Linked DNA regions of Mus musculus: region 1 is linked to region 2. Evidence: chromatin contacts called from public HiChIP or PLAC-seq data. All regions are on one chromosome and are shown on one strand. The core of a region is the stretch at or near the end of the contact, and the rest is flanking DNA. Distances in the headings are between cores, read along the strand shown. Region 1 overlaps Gm34483 (a long non-coding RNA gene). Region 2 overlaps Slc1a2 (solute carrier family 1 (glial high affinity glutamate transporter), member 2).

Region 1 (4,332 bases), core at 11-2,510, 260 kb after region 2:
ATTTTATACCTGGGTGTTGTATTTACTTCATATCTATTCCTCCCTCTCCCCACAACTCTTTCTGTGTTCCCCTACTCCCTATTAAGTTTGGGACATCTTCTATAATTACTATAATATGTATATGTATGTGTATATATGTATTTGTATTTGTATTTTTACTTGTACATGTACATGTATATGTACATATATAATCACAACCTACTGAGTCCATTTAGCATGACTTTTAAGTACACACTGATAAGTGTAGCTCTCAATCCTCATCCAGAAAACATTTTGGTTCTTCTTGAAGCATATGGAGGCTACTACAAAGATCAACAACCATTCAAAATGCACAGACTAAATGACCATGGGATGTCCAGGTCCAACTGGTGCAGCTACAGTGAAGAGGGGTTTTGTCACACTTATGACTCTGACTGACCACGTGAGGTCAGATTGGGAAGCTGGGTAAACACATGAGTTTCTGCTGTAGAAGTATCAGTCAGAAATATCCAAAAGCCAGGAAAATGACCACATGTCTGAGCTGCTATGTAAGATTTGTGGCTTGTGATCCAATTAGACAAGCTGTCAAATCATAGGATTCTGGTGTGGGCTGGCCTCGGTCAGCCCGTGGAAGCAGTTTAAGAAGGACAAGGCTCAGCCCATGTTGTCTGTGGACCTCAATACATCATTCCTCTTGAGGAGAAGGTGTGATCTACTTTTCCCACAATCAAGGGCCCCATAGTGAGTTTTAAACTATTTTCTCAACTATGTCACAAAGACTTTCCTAGACATTACAAGCCCCTGAAAAGTGGGCCGGCACAAGTGAAAACAGCTGTTGGGTAGATGTAGATCATAGTTCTGGGGTGATTGGGCCGTTCCTTTGATTTATTTCTTCAGCGAGGCAAAGCTACGTCATTTGAAAAGCATGTTAGGAGATGTAAGCTGCCTTCATGAGGTCATGGATGTTGCTAATATCCTAACTCAGGGACAAGCAATCTCATTTCTAAAAATCCTGCTGTGACTCTCCAAAAACCATTTCCTAAGTCAGAAATAACAATAAGCTGTAAAAAATGTAACTTGCTTTTATTTCTATGTTTAGCCTGCAGTTCATGAAGACGCGCCCTCTGGGCTGGCAGCCCGACAGTACCTCATAGCACTTAGTAAGTTTCCCATGAGCTGATGGATCTGCTGCCTTTTTTACCCTTCCTGCTGCAGCTACTGTAGAAGACTCATGTGCCTCGTTCATCGTCTCATGTGAAACACAAAGCACCAGACCTGAGATCTGAGAGTCATTTGATGAGTAGGTATTGTGGTGATTAATAATGACTGTATATGTGACAGGATATAGAGTCACCATGGCAACAAGCTTCGAGGCATATTTGTGAGGTAGTTTCAAGATTAGTTGAATAGAGAAGGCTCACCTAACTGTGGCCTGTGCCAGTGGGCAGAGAGGTCCTAGACTGGATGAAACAGAGAAAGCAAGCTGGGCACCAGCATCTCTCTCTCTCTCTCTCTCTCTCTCTCTCTCTCTCTCTCTCTCTCTCTCTCTCTCTCTCCATTCTGACTGCAGCTACAATGTGGTCACCTGAGCTGCTGTCACCATGCCTTCCCTTCCATGGTGGACTGGAACCTTACACTAGAAGCCTACGTTGTTTCCCTAGGGTATTTTGTCTCAGCAATAAGAAAAGATTTGCTAATGTCGGTATTTAATAAACCAATCAATTAATTAAAATCTTAGATAAATAAGCTTCCTATCTTAAATAGACAAAGCAAAATATCTAGCATAGAACAGACACTCAGAACTGGCAATGTCACCACTAAATGTCTGTCAAGAGAAAAAGCTGCTTTTTTATATTTATGGATATTTATTATAGACATCTATATTAGAATTTCCATTAGATTTCTTCTTGTTGTTGTTGTTTTGAAAAGGCTGCTTTTAATAATCGCCTGTGAAGAATCTTATCGAAGTTCCTTGACATCATCATGGGAAGAGCAGAGGTGGTGGCAAGCCTTTCAAGGTTGTCATTCCCCCTTGCCATCTAGCTGTGAACATTAAGATCAGCCTTGGAGCCTGTCCTTACATTTCTTCTTTTTGTTCAAACCATAAAATCCTGTGTGGTTCGGATTAAGTTTTGAGCAGGGGCTCTATTCATTTGGTGACTCATTGGAAGGAGAATGGAAAACATTGAGAGATTTTCAGCTAATGAATAAAATGTGTGGGGTAGTACCTCTCCAGGTCCCGGCTCTCAGTCACAGCTCACTGTGGGAAGGATGCCCTGCTTGTCCAAAGACTGGATGCTCTACCACAAGAACGGAATGCCCTGCGCTTAACCAAAGACCATGGGAGGAAACTATGGCACTGGCTCGTCCTAGGGTGGCCCCTTGCAAGTCAAATCCCAGCTGAGCTTGGGACAGAGCTAAGAGTTTTGCTTGTGGCACTCCTCACAGAAGGTTTGGTTTCCACTGACGTCCAACTTTGGAGACAGAATATTACCTCAGTCATCTTTACACCTGGAACAACCCAGCCATCTGGAGTAAAGCCAGCCTTGGAGCTAACTCTTCTACCAGCAGTATATCTGCTTCCTGCTATGGAAGCAGGCCCGAGGGCAGGGCTGATCGCTGAGGACCCTTCATTAGAGGGCTTCTCTTATCTCCATTTGTCTCCTCCCAAAGTGACCTCATCCAGTCTGAAGACAGTCAACACCAACTCCCAAATGCATGTCTTCAGCCTGACTTTCAAACTCCAGCTTCATTACCTTCACCAGCCTCCTTATCACTCCTGTTTTGGATACCTAACAGCCGTCCATCCTAACGCATGCTAACAGAATTTCAGAAGCTCCCACGACACCTGCTCTCCCACGTCTCAGTTGACAAGGACTCCATTCTTTCAGCTGCTCAGGCCAAACCTTGCCACCTCACTTTGATTCACGGCCCGCTTCCAAACAGTAAATCTGATTTCATCAGTGACATAAGATACATCCGGTTCTCACCATCTCCACTGCAGCTGTCAGGACATTGGATTCGCTCATCTTTTTGACTTCCTAACTGGCTCTGTCGCACTTTCACCTACCTCCTGTGAATTCTTTCCATGCAGTCTATATGAATTAAACTGAAGTCATAGCATACTGTTCTTTCCATTAGCACGCCCCCTTCCACACATATACACACCCAGGGCCTTCCACAGTACTCTGAGAAAGAGCCAAGCCTCACAACCTCTGGTGACCTGCCTGGGCCCTTCCCTCTGACTTCACTTCCCACCAATGTCTTCTTGGCTCCCCTTCCCGCCACACCTGCTTCCTGGCTGTCCTCCCAGGTACTGTCCTGTTCACTCATCTTTTCCTTCAAGCTTCACCTTGGGGTGGCACGTTCCCCATTCACCATCTGTACAGGGAAAGTATTCCTGCTGGACCCTCTGCCCACACTGCCGGTGTGAAGATTCTTTCACAATGTCCTTGCGGTACATTGAGACATCCCAGCTTCTTCTCTGTGATGATCGGTTGGGTTCAGACAGAAGAAGAAACACACATCAGGTTCAGAAAAGTAGATTTACTAGACTCACATGTTACTTGGGGCTGTGGGAAAACACAGGGTGGTCAGAGGGCAGAGAAGTCAGGAAAAACCCAGGGACTGCCTTTTATGGGCATTCCTATGAGCAAAGGCAGGCTGGCAAGGCAAAGATTCAAGATTAACTAGTTTGCATAATTCATCAAGCTCTAAGTTATTGGATTGTTCCTGGTTGGCCTGGTGTCTAACCCTGGGATGACTAAACATACAGGGGTGCTGGGCCCAAACAGAGATGTGGCTCTAGGTTAGCCAATTTGCATATCAAAGGCCTGTTCCAGGCAGGACCTTCTGCTATCCCCCTGGCTTGGGGAGGCTTTTTAAAATGTCAAGACATCACCTTGTTCAAAGCAGTCTTAAATATTTACAGTCCATGTATTTTCTACCAAAGTGTAACTCCACGAGGAGTCTTCTCTCTTTCCACTGCTCTATCTGCAGTGCCTAGAGTGGAGCCAGAGGTACAAAGGGTGTTGGATAAATGTTTGACAGCTGCGGAACAAAGAGGTTTGAGTGTCCCCACCCTCTGATCCCAGGATTACTGCTGGAGCCACAGTTTCCCTCTGCTCAGCAGTAAAGGGAGTGAGGACTGGTGATTTTATCAGAAAAGAGAAAGTTGGTTTGATTAGGTTTCATTTAGTAGTAGTAGTAGTAGTAGTAGTAGTAGTAGTAGTAGTAGTAGTAGTTAGTATTATTATATTTCCTGAGACAATGTCTCATTGTATAGCCCTTACAGGCCTGAAACTTGCTATATAGACCAGGCTGGCCTCAAATTCACAAAGATCTGCCTACTTC
Region 2 (4,088 bases), core at 727-3,226:
GCTGGGGCTGGCAGCCACAAGATGCAGTCATTATACTCAGAATGGCAGCTTAAAATGTATGAGCTGCTTATTTCTGGAATGAACAGCTAGCTCCCTGTTTTCACGCCTTGGTGGTTATGGGCAGTGAATTATGGGAAGCCCAACCACAGTAAGCAGAGACACCACACTGACATCCTAGTTTCGTGGACAGGGGAAGACGAACTCAGAGACACCATGCTCACACTCCATAGCTGGTGAGCAGAGAACCAAGCCACACCCAGCATCCACCTTCACCAGCTATGTGTGCCCTCCATCTTCAGCGTGGCCATCCCTTCTCTTCCAAGTCCTAGCATCAGTTTCATCTATTCAAGCCTTACAACACCTTGAGGCTTTTTCCTTTTGCAATGCCACTGTGAAAATAATCTTCCTAGAGTAAAACAAAAATAAATTTTAACCAAACAACCATACAAAGTAACAAACCCAAACAATATCAACCCTAATCCTTCTGCTCTCAGTTTATGGTCTTTAAGTCTGTGTGGTTGTTATTTGAATAAAGCCGTGTAACAGGGCATGGGGACTCACCCTCGTTGTCACTTCAGTACTTTGGAGGATGGCTGGGAGTTGGAGGCTGGCCTGGGTGTTGTCCCATCTTGCTTTCCTCTGGCTGTGATAAAACACTGACAAAAAGCAATATAGGGAGGAAAGAGTTTATTTGACTTAAACATCTGGGCCACGGTCTATCACCGTGGGAAGTCAAGACAGTATCTCAGAGCAGGAACCTGGAAGCAGGAACTGGAGGAGAGCCATGGAGGAGTGCTGTTCACTGGCTTGCTCACTCAGGACCACCTGCTCAGACATGTCTCTCTCCATACTGGGCTAGGCCCTCCTACATTGATCATCAATCAAGAGAATGCTCCATAGACTTGCCTATAGGCCAATCTGATGGAGACATTTGTTCAATTGCACTTTCCTATTTTTTTTAGATGACTCTGGCTTATGTTATGTTGATGAAAAAAACTAACCATCAGTACTATAATAGCAAGTTCCAAGCAAACCCGAGCCTCACAGTAAAACCCTGTGTCAAGTATATATATAAAACCTCACCCCAAACCAAACCAAACCAAACCAAACCAAACCAAACCAAACTAAACCTTGCAAAACCAAACCAAGCTTAACCAAACGAAACCAAACCAAACCTAATGAAAGCAAACCAAATCAAATAAAAATAAAACAACAAAAACGAATGCATGCTGTTTGAAGTGTGCTATTTTATTTAGGAATCTATCAGATACATTCCTCCTATATTCTTTCTTAATGTATCGTCAACGATCCAGGCAGTGTACATGTATTTTAAGTCACAGATAGCTCAAGTAACTGACTCAGTAAGTACTCTACTGTTGCACAATTCTGTAATTTCTAAGACCTCATTATCTGCTCGACACACGGATGAATCTCTTCTGTATGTGCACTCTCCTCTGTGTGTTTAACTCAGCTGGTTGTAGATTTTTAGCTTTTGTAGTGTCCTGGCAGTCAAAGCTGAGTTAGATGGAAGGCTAAGGTTCAGAGGGAATATTTAAGGACTGGGGATATAGCTGGGTGGAAGAGTGCTTGAATTCAATCCCCTGTACCAAACCTGTTAAGTTCCTCTCAGTACTGTATCACAGGAAATAGATATCTCAAATGTTTGAAACAGAATCGTAGGTGTCTATGTTTTAGGATAAATGTGAAGGCATGATTTGTACTTTCACAAATAGTAGGTACATTTTTCATGAGAAGTTGACTCTCTGTTGTGGTGAAAACTTTCAAGGTTGCTCAGGGCCACAACGAGCAGGTGAATCCATAGAAAGGTCAACCCGGTGGCTGAACACATCCTCTGTGGCACAAATGTTTTCCTTTTAAGTCTGGTTCACATCCCACTTGCTGTGCAGTCTTGGGCATGTTGGCTAATGCACTGTCTCCACCCATCAAATGGGCCCATTGTGGTGAGCATTTAACCTTAAGAGAATGTGAGTCGGTTGGAGGATGCGTGCAGGCCACTGTCATCTGTCATATTGTTCTGCTCATCATCATAGCCATCTCCCCTCCCTGAAGGGTCTGTGTGCAAAATCCCATTCTCACCCTCTGTGTGCAGCTCCTGAAGGCCACCAGGGATACATAGCTTTTCTTGGAAAGGCAGCCAATGAAATGGTGCCGTGGAGCCTGTTATTTTCTGGAAGTGCCAAAGGGAGCTTATGGTCTCCCACTTTCTGTAGGAGAGAAAGGCAATCTGGGTGCCTCTGAACCAGCACAGTGGAAATCAGTGGACAGATTTGTGGGTTACTTATTGTCTCTCTGCTTTAAAGTTTTTAAAAATTAAAACATTTAACGACAGCCCTATATCCAGATTTCTTCAAGTATTCTTGGTGCCACGCCAAAGGGAAAGAGGAAGGAGTCTTACTGGCTGATGTAACTGAGTCTCACTGAGGTGTTCAGGAATTCCAGGGATTTAGATGCAGCAGGACTGGGGGGCCAATCTGTTACTCAGTCTCTTAGCTGAGCTTGGTTCTGAGTTATCTTTGTTCCAGGCAATGATGGGTCAAGCTCAAGGCATACGGTGCCTTCATAGTTAATAATTACAGCAATGAAAACTGCCTCTTTTTTTTTTCTGACGATCCAGAAAGGCCCCCAGGGAAGATTCTAGTTGGGTGAACTCCAGTTCCATTCATTCCTGGTGTAACCAGTGAGGAAACGTTCACTCCGATTGGCTAAATATGGATTATTGTTTGTACTTTCATGGAGCGTGTAGAGATGGGTGGTTCTCCAAAGAGATGCTGAGAAGACAATAGGGAAGGGAAGCAGAAGGAAAGGAATGGAAAGAAAACAAAAGAGAGAAAGAGGAGGAATACATGTAACTACTACTCAGAAATTCCCACAGTTAGGTAACTTATACCAGAGCTATGTAATACCTCGTGGAAGCTTAATTCATGAACTTTTCTTTCCCCCACCCCCACAAGGGTGTGATTTTTCAGTGAAGTGTTGTTTTCTTGCACCTGAAGCGTCAGTATTTGCCGTGACTGCTGCTTCTTGGAGCTCAGGGTGTCATTAGTAGCATAACAGCCACGCGGTGTGGCTTAGCCTTTTCCCTATAGACAGATGCTAAAAATACCCAGAGCACTGCAAACAAGCAGGGCGTGCCCACCTGGGATGGACTCTCAGCCACTAAGCCGCCTTAGCCCTGGCTCTGCAGGGAGAGGCACTGGCTCTGCTAGGACTCTGTTGATAGAGGAGACGAGGGGGCTGCTGGTGGAGGAGAACTGTGTGGAGGAGAGGAAATGGGGGAACCTGATAACACTTTTTTGTTTGCACTGACTTTGCTGTTCTCTGTAGACTTGAACTAAGATGTGTCAAGAGATCAGAGCAGTCCCCGCAGCAGCGCAGATTAGCTGGGATTTAAACTAAAACTCCTTAACCAAGAGGTCACCTAGACTTAAGCCTCCCGAATGTGTCCATGAAGAGGCCCAAGGAGCACAGCATTCAGAGAAGGTTAGTGTGCATGCTGATCAGGGCCAAAGCTATGCCTCAAGAACCAAGGAAAATTCCAGAGCCTTTCTGTGGAACCTTTAGGTGGAGTTGAACCATACAGAGAGCCAGGGTCATCTTAATTCAAGTGTGCGCCTCTCTTCTGTGTCTGAAGAGGTCAAGAGTATTGGCATCTTATGTTGAACAGCTATAGTAGAGAGCCTGCTTGCTTGCTAACTGGGTTGTCTTATCATGCCAGTGAGCTCTTGGGGTTTTCAAAAGCTAGCCAAGGGATTACATGATATGCTTAGACAGGTTATGGAAATATGTGACTCATAGCAGATCTGACCTTTCATACACTGTTTGGAATCATCTTGTGCCTATTTAACAATATAATGAACCCTACTTAGCGAGAACATGCAGGCCACGGTGTTGGCTGATTGAGTGGGACTGACTTGATGTTTCTAGAGAGATGGTCATAGAAAGGAAAAACAGAGGCGATCAATGGCCCTTTGGTCTTAACAATTTTATTTAAACAATTCCGTGGACACCTGGACTTGTCCCAACTTTTATGTTTCCCACTGGCAACTGCCACTCGGATGATCGATTGC

The links. HiChIP or PLAC-seq counts read pairs in DNA pulled down with a chosen protein or histone mark.
Region 1: a BATF HiChIP or PLAC-seq map of CD8 T cells shows a contact between it and region 2, with 20 read pairs. The contact joins two enhancer-like sites. A contact is called at or near these places in 2 of 484 Hi-C or Micro-C datasets (embryonic stem cells and nephron progenitors), 2 of 115 datasets of contacts at active chromatin or transcription factors (CD8 T cells and Th17 cells) and 2 of 9 other capture datasets (adipose tissue and pancreatic islet).

The regions. Positions count from the first base shown.
Region 1 is chr2:102,955,836-102,960,167 of GRCm38.p6, forward strand. Gm34483 (a long non-coding RNA gene) reads left to right here. Exons shown (of 6, transcript XR_866583.2): 5 at 1,079-1,279. Among named protein-coding and RNA genes, the nearest start is that of Gm34483, 17 kb to the left of the region's middle. Within about 2 kb of position 1,261, at least 60 of the 459 cell types and tissues checked have an H3K27ac peak or open chromatin away from gene starts, as enhancers often do. A contact at or near this core is called in CD8 T cells and Th17 cells, where this site is marked.
Region 2 is chr2:102,690,620-102,694,707 of GRCm38.p6, forward strand. The region is part of intron 1 of Slc1a2 (solute carrier family 1 (glial high affinity glutamate transporter), member 2); the gene reads left to right. Among named protein-coding and RNA genes, the nearest start is that of Slc1a2, 34 kb to the left of the region's middle. Within about 2 kb of position 1,977, at least 20 of the 459 cell types and tissues checked have an H3K27ac peak or open chromatin away from gene starts, as enhancers often do. A contact at or near this core is called in CD8 T cells and Th17 cells, where this site is marked.